2 separate regions of the Zea mays genome follow, and region 1 is linked to region 2. The links are chromatin contacts, called in public Hi-C maps. All regions are on one chromosome and are shown on one strand. The core of a region is the stretch at or near the end of the contact, and the rest is flanking DNA. Distances in the headings are between cores, read along the strand shown.

Region 1 (3,763 bases), core at 1,101-3,600, 260 kb before region 2:
AAACTGAGTGAGCCTTTGTTTTGTTTGTGGTGCTCGGCGACGTTCGTCCGTCCGCCGCCCACGACCTGCAGGCACACAGTGACAGCGGACAGACATTGCGAGTTCGCAATGCTGCAGGGGAATTCGTTCCTGCTAGGGGTTTCTTCTTCTTCTTCGGCATACGAAGCGAAAGAGAAGTTGGAGGGAAAAAAAAGAAATCGAAAGAAAACAAATATCCTAAGAAGAGAGAAGTGCAGAACATGAAAAGAAGAGAGAGAGAGACAGGAGACAGGGTAAAAAGAGAGTTAGCAGAGGATCTCTGATCTGCCTTTGTCCTGCAGTTTGTGTTACAAGCGGTTTTTTCTTCTTCTGCAAACATCCACCCATACCCATCGTCGCCCTTGCTTGGTCTGGTGGTGCTTGCAAACTCGTCTCTCCCAACCCAAAGCAGAGAGTAATCACCGTACCATTACTACTAGCAACATCAGCAGCCGAACGGATGCGGAGCTGTTAGTCTGCAATGCCACGGGCACCAGTTCAATGGTGGATCGCCATTCTCCTCCTCTCTCAGGCTCAGGCCATGTTCTGTTCTCGATGATTTAACTCGGGCTCTAAAGCTAAACTACGCGCGGGCACGGCTTCACCGCCGCCGGGGCTCTCGTCCTTTGACCGCCTCCGCCCTCCTGTACACCGCCGCCTGGCCGGCCCGGGCCGGCCCCCCCATCACGCCGCGCCGACGCCGAGGAAGTCGAAGAAGGGCAGCGAGACCTTGTCGTCGGAGCGCGCCGTCGCCGGCGGCGCGGAGAAGGCGGAGCGCGCGCTCGGTGCGAACGCCGCGGCGCGCGGGGCCACGTCGTAGCCTGCGGAGGAAGGAACGGACGGACGCACGCACGCCACGGCAGGCGGTCAGTTCGGGGGGAAAAAACACGACATGGGAGTGAGACGACGACGGCCGAGGCCCGTGCCGTTGTACGTACCACTCTGGTAGAAGCAGGGGGCGGCGGAGGCGAGGGAAAGGTCGGTGGTGCACGTGGAGGCGGTCTCGTCGGACTCGCCGCCGCTGTGCGCGCGGGTGTCCGCCGCGGCCGCCGTGTACTGCGTGTGGGCGTCGGCGGCGTGCAACGGCGGCATGGGAGGGGAGCCGCCGGCGTAGTGGTGGTGGTGGTGGAGGACGACGACGGGCGCCAGGTGCGGCGCCGGCGCCGGCGCCGGCGAGGGCGAGGTCGAGGAGGGCTTGCGGCGGCGGAGCGCGCCCGAGTGCTCCCGCTGCCTGCGCGCCATGAGGACGTGCCAGTGGTTCTTGACGGCGTTGTCGGTGCGGCCCGGGAAGAGGCGCGCGATGAGAGCCCACTTGTTGCCGTACGCGCGGTGCGCCGCCAGGAGCCGCTCCTCCTCCTCCTCCGAGAAGGCGCGCCGGTTGATCCGCGGGTCCAGCTGGTTGAACCACCGCAGGCGGCAGCTCTTCCCTGCGCGCGCGGTTCCATTCCATTTCCATCAGACGACAGAGAGAGAGAGGGAGAGAGAGAGAGAGAGAAAGGCGCGCAATCACCGGCCGTCAGGAACACGAAGCAAGCAGGCGCATCCGCATTGCGGTGCGTAGTGGCTGGCATTACCTGATCTGCCGTCCAGCCTCTCGGCGATGAGGTTCCAGTTCTGGGGCCCAAACTGAGCGACGAGCTCCTTGAGCTTGGCGTCCTCGGCGGGGCGCCAGTGGCCCCTGGCGCACAGCTTCCCCTGGCCGGCGCCGCCGTGGCCACGGCCGTCACCGCTGCCCTCGTCGACATCGTCCACGTGGTACACCTCCTCGGCGGCGTCCTGATGCTGCTCCTCCTCGTGGCGGAACGAAGCGAGAGCCGGCGGCGGTGCAGCACCGAAGAAGGCGGCCATCTTGTCCGGGTCCGACCGAGGCGGCTTCCAGGAGAGAAGATGGGGAAGGGAGACGGAGGGGAGGGGAGGAGAAGAGAGGGAAAGGGACAAGCCTTAGTTCTTGCTGCTGCAAAGGAAGGAAGGGAAGTGGGCTAATATAGGAGGAGGAGGAGGCGGCGGCGCGGCGGCGGGCTAATTGATCGCAACTAAACAAGCACAAAATAAGTGCTTCCTTGTTTGAGTTTTACTAACAAATTAGTATCCCCCTTCTCTGCTCTATATACAGTAGGTCTCTTGTTGATTGATTGATGGGTAACCTCCTCGTTCTCTCCCTCTCTCTTTCTACCCTGGATGGGTTTTGGATGCCTGCCTTTTTCGAGTGGGAGATGCGATTGGTTTGGTTTGGTTGGGCTTTCAGGCGGCTTCCCTTCCCTTCCCTTGCTTTGAGATCGATGGCAGCAGAAGGGTAGAGAGGAGAGAGACTGCGCGTTGTTCTTGTTCTTGTGTCATCCTTGCAGACTGCATCCAGAATTCCAGATAGAAAGAGAGAGGAGGAGGGAGAGAATTTGCACAGATTTGTTTTTGTTGTTTTTTTTTTCTTTGGGTACAGGTTCAGAGGCCGCCCGTGTGGGTTTGGGGAGTCCAACCCCGGCCACTACCAGCCTGGGGTAGAACCTCTGTCCCCTGCCGGCCTTGACAAAACCCATCACATTCGCAGGCGCCCTCGTCTCTATGCGCACCCACCCTAAACCCCCACCCCACCCCACCCCACCCCCACCCCATTTCCCTTCTACACATCCTGCTTCCAACCCACATCGATCCTCTACCCGCCCTTGTCATTATTAGCACCGTGACATAAAAATGATGCTGCTACTAGCATCCGAGGACGGGGCATGAGTTGTGTGCGCAAAACATTCCAGATCTCTCTTTCCAAATTATACAAAAGCTGAGCACAGTACACCCTCAAATTGTTCATGAAAAAAAATCAGAAATAAATAGAGTTCAATGTTCTATCCAGATTCTTCCATCTCCCTCTTTTCTTTTTTCTGTGGCTTTCTTCGGTGCAATCGATGCTCAGATGCACCGAGCTTTAAGGCAGACTGCAGTTCATCTTTACTATATTAAAACAACAATTTCAATGATCATGCTGCGTCATTTTTATATAAATAACCCCTTTTATTTATTTGAAATCAAGTGTAATACCCACTTTGTAAGTGATAATATAAAAGGAGAAAAATATATTTCCTTTATTTATATGTGTAGTATCTATTTACCATCACATGTGAACACCATATTTAAAAAAATCAATAATTAATAAAAGACATACCACAAAAATATGCATCATGTTGGGTCTTTATTTTGTGTGCACCTTGTGGCAACATAAAAATAATATGACAAGAAAAATGTTTGGAATTTAAGATCTAAAAGAAATTCTAGAATTGAGAAAAGAGAAGGAAAACACCATACAAATAGGATAAAATAAAAATATAAATGAATTAAAAAATCAGTCCATATTGTTATGTGAATATATACATTTAATATGAACTTCACACACATAGATTTAAATGTGAAATTTTAAATTTGGAAAGAGAAGAGAAGAGAGAAGAAAAGAAAATACCAAAAGAAAAGAAAAGAAAAGGAAATAAGAAATGGAGAAACTCCGCTCGGGCCGAATTCAGTCCGCCTGGCCCACAAATGAATTCCGTGCAGCCCATCCCGCCCGCGTGCGCCTGCCAACTGGCGGTTTGGGCCCACCGGTCGAAATCGGGATGTCACGCCAGCGGGTCACTGCCGCGCGGGACCCGTTTGTCAGAAGCTGTTCCTCGGGAGCGTGGACTCAGCTATTGTTCCTCTTCTCCGCCAAAATCGCGCGCCGCGTGCCCCACCATCTCTGCGCGCGCAACGGCTTGGGCGAAAC
Region 2 (3,876 bases), core at 972-3,471:
GTAAAAGATGACAGCATTGATAATGAAGGTATGAGGTTAAAAATAAAGAAGTGATACTTGGCAAGGATTAGAGACGAACATAGTAATGATAGAAAAAATCTTCAGCCTTCATGAGAGAAACTTTGAAGTGGTTTGTTATCAGCTTTATCTGCTGCCCCTTTCTGCCAAAGCCATTCCTCTGGACCAGACTCCTAGGTTTCAATGGCATCTTTGTTTCATCGGCTTTAAGTGGTTCAACACCAGCAGCCAAAGGGGGTGGTGGAGGCAAATCATCAGCCTCGCCATTGTGAGACTCCATTTAGTGAGCCTTGCTGCATGAGTATCCAAAGCAACCCCAATCAGACATATATATGTAGGCACTAGATGCATGATTCAAGCAAGCAGCAACGCAACTGAAGCAGAAGGACAAATACACAGGTAAATCACCCTTCCAACAGAGATAAAAACATCTGATTTCAGTAGTATAACAAGCTGAAGTGATAAAAACTATTCAAAAAACTGAAATCCAAACTTAAAACCACTAATGGGGGTCCCTAACTTATGCCACACCCCCAACAATACACATTCTCACAAGTAATATCAACTGGCAACTAATTACATTATGCAAACGGTATACATTTCAGTAAACCACAATGTTTACTCTCAAATCCCATCCCCACCAAATATGCGACACAAATGTAACATCAGGATACTTTATTATTTTGTAGCCCATGCTAACAGCAATGGAATACATTCCACTTATATCAATTAGAAACTGGAACATTTAAATATCTGTCATTTATTTTGTTTCTTAATATTTCATACAATGAAGAAGTAAGAGAAGTTACTGCATAATATAGATGTAAGAATGATACAGGTAAGCAAAAGGACAATTGATGTGACTGTACAAATTTAAAAACAAAAAAAATGAAATCGTGATCATCTCACAAACTACGGAAACAGTGTTAAACAACAAACTATGGAAACAGTAATAAATAAAGGACCTCGAACACAATTACACAACAGACTACCTTAGTCGATAGAAGATTGAACTCATACAGAAATATCATACTGGTCCTTTATAAGGAATGTTCTACATGTTCACACAAAATAGTAAACTATATGGCATAATATACTCACGAGAACACTGCGTCTGACCCAAAAGCTGCAAAGCCTCTGCCCAACCCTGCACGTCAACAAATGAAAACGAACTATACCATATCATCATATGACAATAAAACGACTATAAACATAGGAGAATGCAAATAAATTACAATAATAGTCATGTCATTATACATCTATATATATACCACAAAGACGCAAAAGATTTGGAAAGGGGAACAAATCCAGGAAGAAAGGCAAGAAAAAGAAAGAACATTTTTTCCTTTGGAAAGCGATAGCGGGATTTCCATGACTCCAAAGAAACCAAAAGAAAAAAAAAAAGAAAATTGCAGCGCGTACCCCAAATTAACAACGCCGCACTGAAATCCTTATTGGACGAACCTTCCAGATTCCAGAACAAGGCACTGCACTAATATCCTCAACAATGAACCTTCCAGAGATGCACATTTATCAAACACCGAATGAGTATTATTCAAAAACTGCCCTTTATGCAGAGAAATGAACAGTTTTGCGCGTGACAAGAACAAATGCACGACGAAGAAAGAGGACAAGTCCGACCTTTGCCATTGCAAGCAGGAAAGCAACAAAACCCTCCACGTACCCAAAAAAAAGAGATGAAAATCGGAGAAGTCACAAATAGAATCAACAGAAGAAAAACCCCCAAAAGTTGTCACATGCGCGCCACGGAGGCATACCATCAATTAACCAAAGGAAAAGACTCGACCTGTTTGATGGAAAACAACCGAAACAAATACAGGAAAAAAAAACCCAACGCAAACAGAATCCATCCACAAAGACACCACCCTGTAAACGGAGACCAGAATGCAGCGATCTTAAAACAAGAAGAAGAAAAAAAAACAAAGAAACGTACGTAGAACAGACCACACGAGGGCGCAGCAGGACTGACCGCAGAAACCCTCCTTAAGTCCGCGCGGCACCGGCACGAACAACCTCCGGTCAAAGAACAGGCGATCCAAACCCCGCCAAAACCCTAGATTTCGACCAGCAGGGACCGGGTGAGAGGAGGGGGGGAGGGGACGAGGGTTTTTCCGTTACCGCTGGCGACCTCCCCGAGAAGGCGAGAACTGCTCCCCTTCCGACCCGGCCGGGCTTCTTTCCGAACAGAGAGCACAAGTGAAGTGGCTCGTGCGCCCGCGCCCACCCACGCTCTTGTACCAGCGGCCCTCGTGTACACCGGGGACAGGGAAGGAAGGGCAGCGAGGTCATCCCGCACCCGCCCACGCGCGCGCGAGGGGGGGGGGGGGGGGGGGGGGGGGGGGGGGGGGCGCATTTTTTTTTCATCCATAGCACCAAATCACTAGTCACTCATCAGTGGGCCAGACAAGGCGACACGTGGAGGGGAGGGTTGGACGCGGGAGGCACCTCACGCACTCGCGCCGCCCACCGTGCTCTCTCAACTTCCTCGGCGCACGGCTGCGCGCTGACCGCCAAAGCGGCATCGGCCGCAACAACTACTCGACTGATTTGTGGGCCCAGTGAAAGTGTATCCCACCAGTCATCGTCACTGAAGGGTTCCGCCGGCCGGGTAGAGGCAACCCGATGCCTGTGGACCCGGAGCATTCTACGGTTTTATTAGCGGCAACGCAAGCGTGGGGCTGGCTGTGTGGCTGCGGCCGGTACCGGGACGGTGTCGCTCCCGTTTTTGCATAAAAAGCTTGGGCAGCGTTCGAAAGGATAGCTGCGGCATTTCCTTCTCCGTTAACTGCGGGCACAGTGCTGCAGTACTAGCACTGTCGCTTTCGCAGTGAGTCAGTCAGGGAGTAGCCGCGCTTTTGCCACCTGCCGGTGTTGGGCTCCTCCGGCGCGAGAACGGAAGTGGGGCCGGGCCACGGCTGTGCGGCTGCCAGCCTTCCGTTTCCTTTTTTTTTTGCTTTGCGTCGATTGGGGAAGCAAGTCGTAAGGATTTGAAAATTGAATGCGGCGGATTTGGGGAGGGAATTGGAAAGATTTGATGAATGGATGAGAGGGGGGGTGTTGCAGATGGGAATTGCAACGATTTGAGGAATGAATGCGGGGGATTTGGTACAAGCTCATGGACAAGAAAGCAGTGACATAGCTACAATTTTTATATGAGGTATGCCATAAAAATTCATAAATAATTTCGTACAATCCATAATAATTTAGTATATAATTCAGAATATAAAGATAAGAATAGTATATGAAACTATAAATTTAATATTTAAGTCCAATGCATACAGTAGAAAATACAAATATAATATATATTGTTTTATTTTTTTTAGACCTAAGTGAATTAGTGGTCTGGTGGACTGGCTTAGGATACGCTGCGTCCTACTTCAGACCACTCACTATATACGCCACCGTAAGAAAATAATAATGAGAAAGCTTTAATAGGAGATAATAAAACATAGTAACATTAACATGTGGGGTGTCTTATGGTACAGTGTTATGCGTAGATCCGATCGGCATCCAGCTCTGCAAATATAGCCAATTAATCACTTATATCTTATTCATATGAGTCAGACATGTAAAGATTGTAGATAGTTGGACAATATTGTCTCTAGTAGAGTGCAGAAAAATAGAGGACGCGAAACTGTAGATGATATTGTTTGTAGATAAAAGTTTAAAAAATATAGGATGGATAAGGGATCTGCTGGACATAGCCTAAGAGACGAATATCATAGGTTATTCATGTGGATCTAGACGACATCATAGATCGTACTGCGCGGAGCATTTCCCATGTGTTAATTGAGTTGTGTCTTTTTCAAAACAGTTATAAGATATGTGTTTTATAAA

The links. Hi-C and Micro-C count contacts between places; a contact is called where the count stands out from the background.
Region 1: a contact with region 2 is called in a Hi-C map of endosperm, with 2.6 times the contacts expected there. The contact joins the promoter of LOC100501819 here to the promoter of LOC100381552 in region 2. A contact is called at or near these places in 3 of 25 Hi-C or Micro-C datasets (ear, endosperm and tassel).

Annotation. Positions count from the first base shown.
Region 1 is chr8:3,091,103-3,094,865 of Zm-B73-REFERENCE-NAM-5.0, reverse strand. LOC100501819 reads right to left here and starts at 2,350. Exons shown (of 3, transcript NM_001357723.1): 1 at 1,593-2,350; 2 at 957-1,445; 3 at 271-839. The coding sequence starts at 1,866. The coding sequence ends at 703.
Region 2 is chr8:2,829,934-2,833,809 of Zm-B73-REFERENCE-NAM-5.0, reverse strand. It overlaps LOC100381552 (putative argonaute family protein), which reads right to left and starts at 2,221. Exons shown (of 24, transcript NM_001174379.1): 1 at 2,158-2,221; 2 at 1,120-1,165; 3 at 80-311. The coding sequence starts at 298. It also overlaps a transcript of LOC606445 not described here.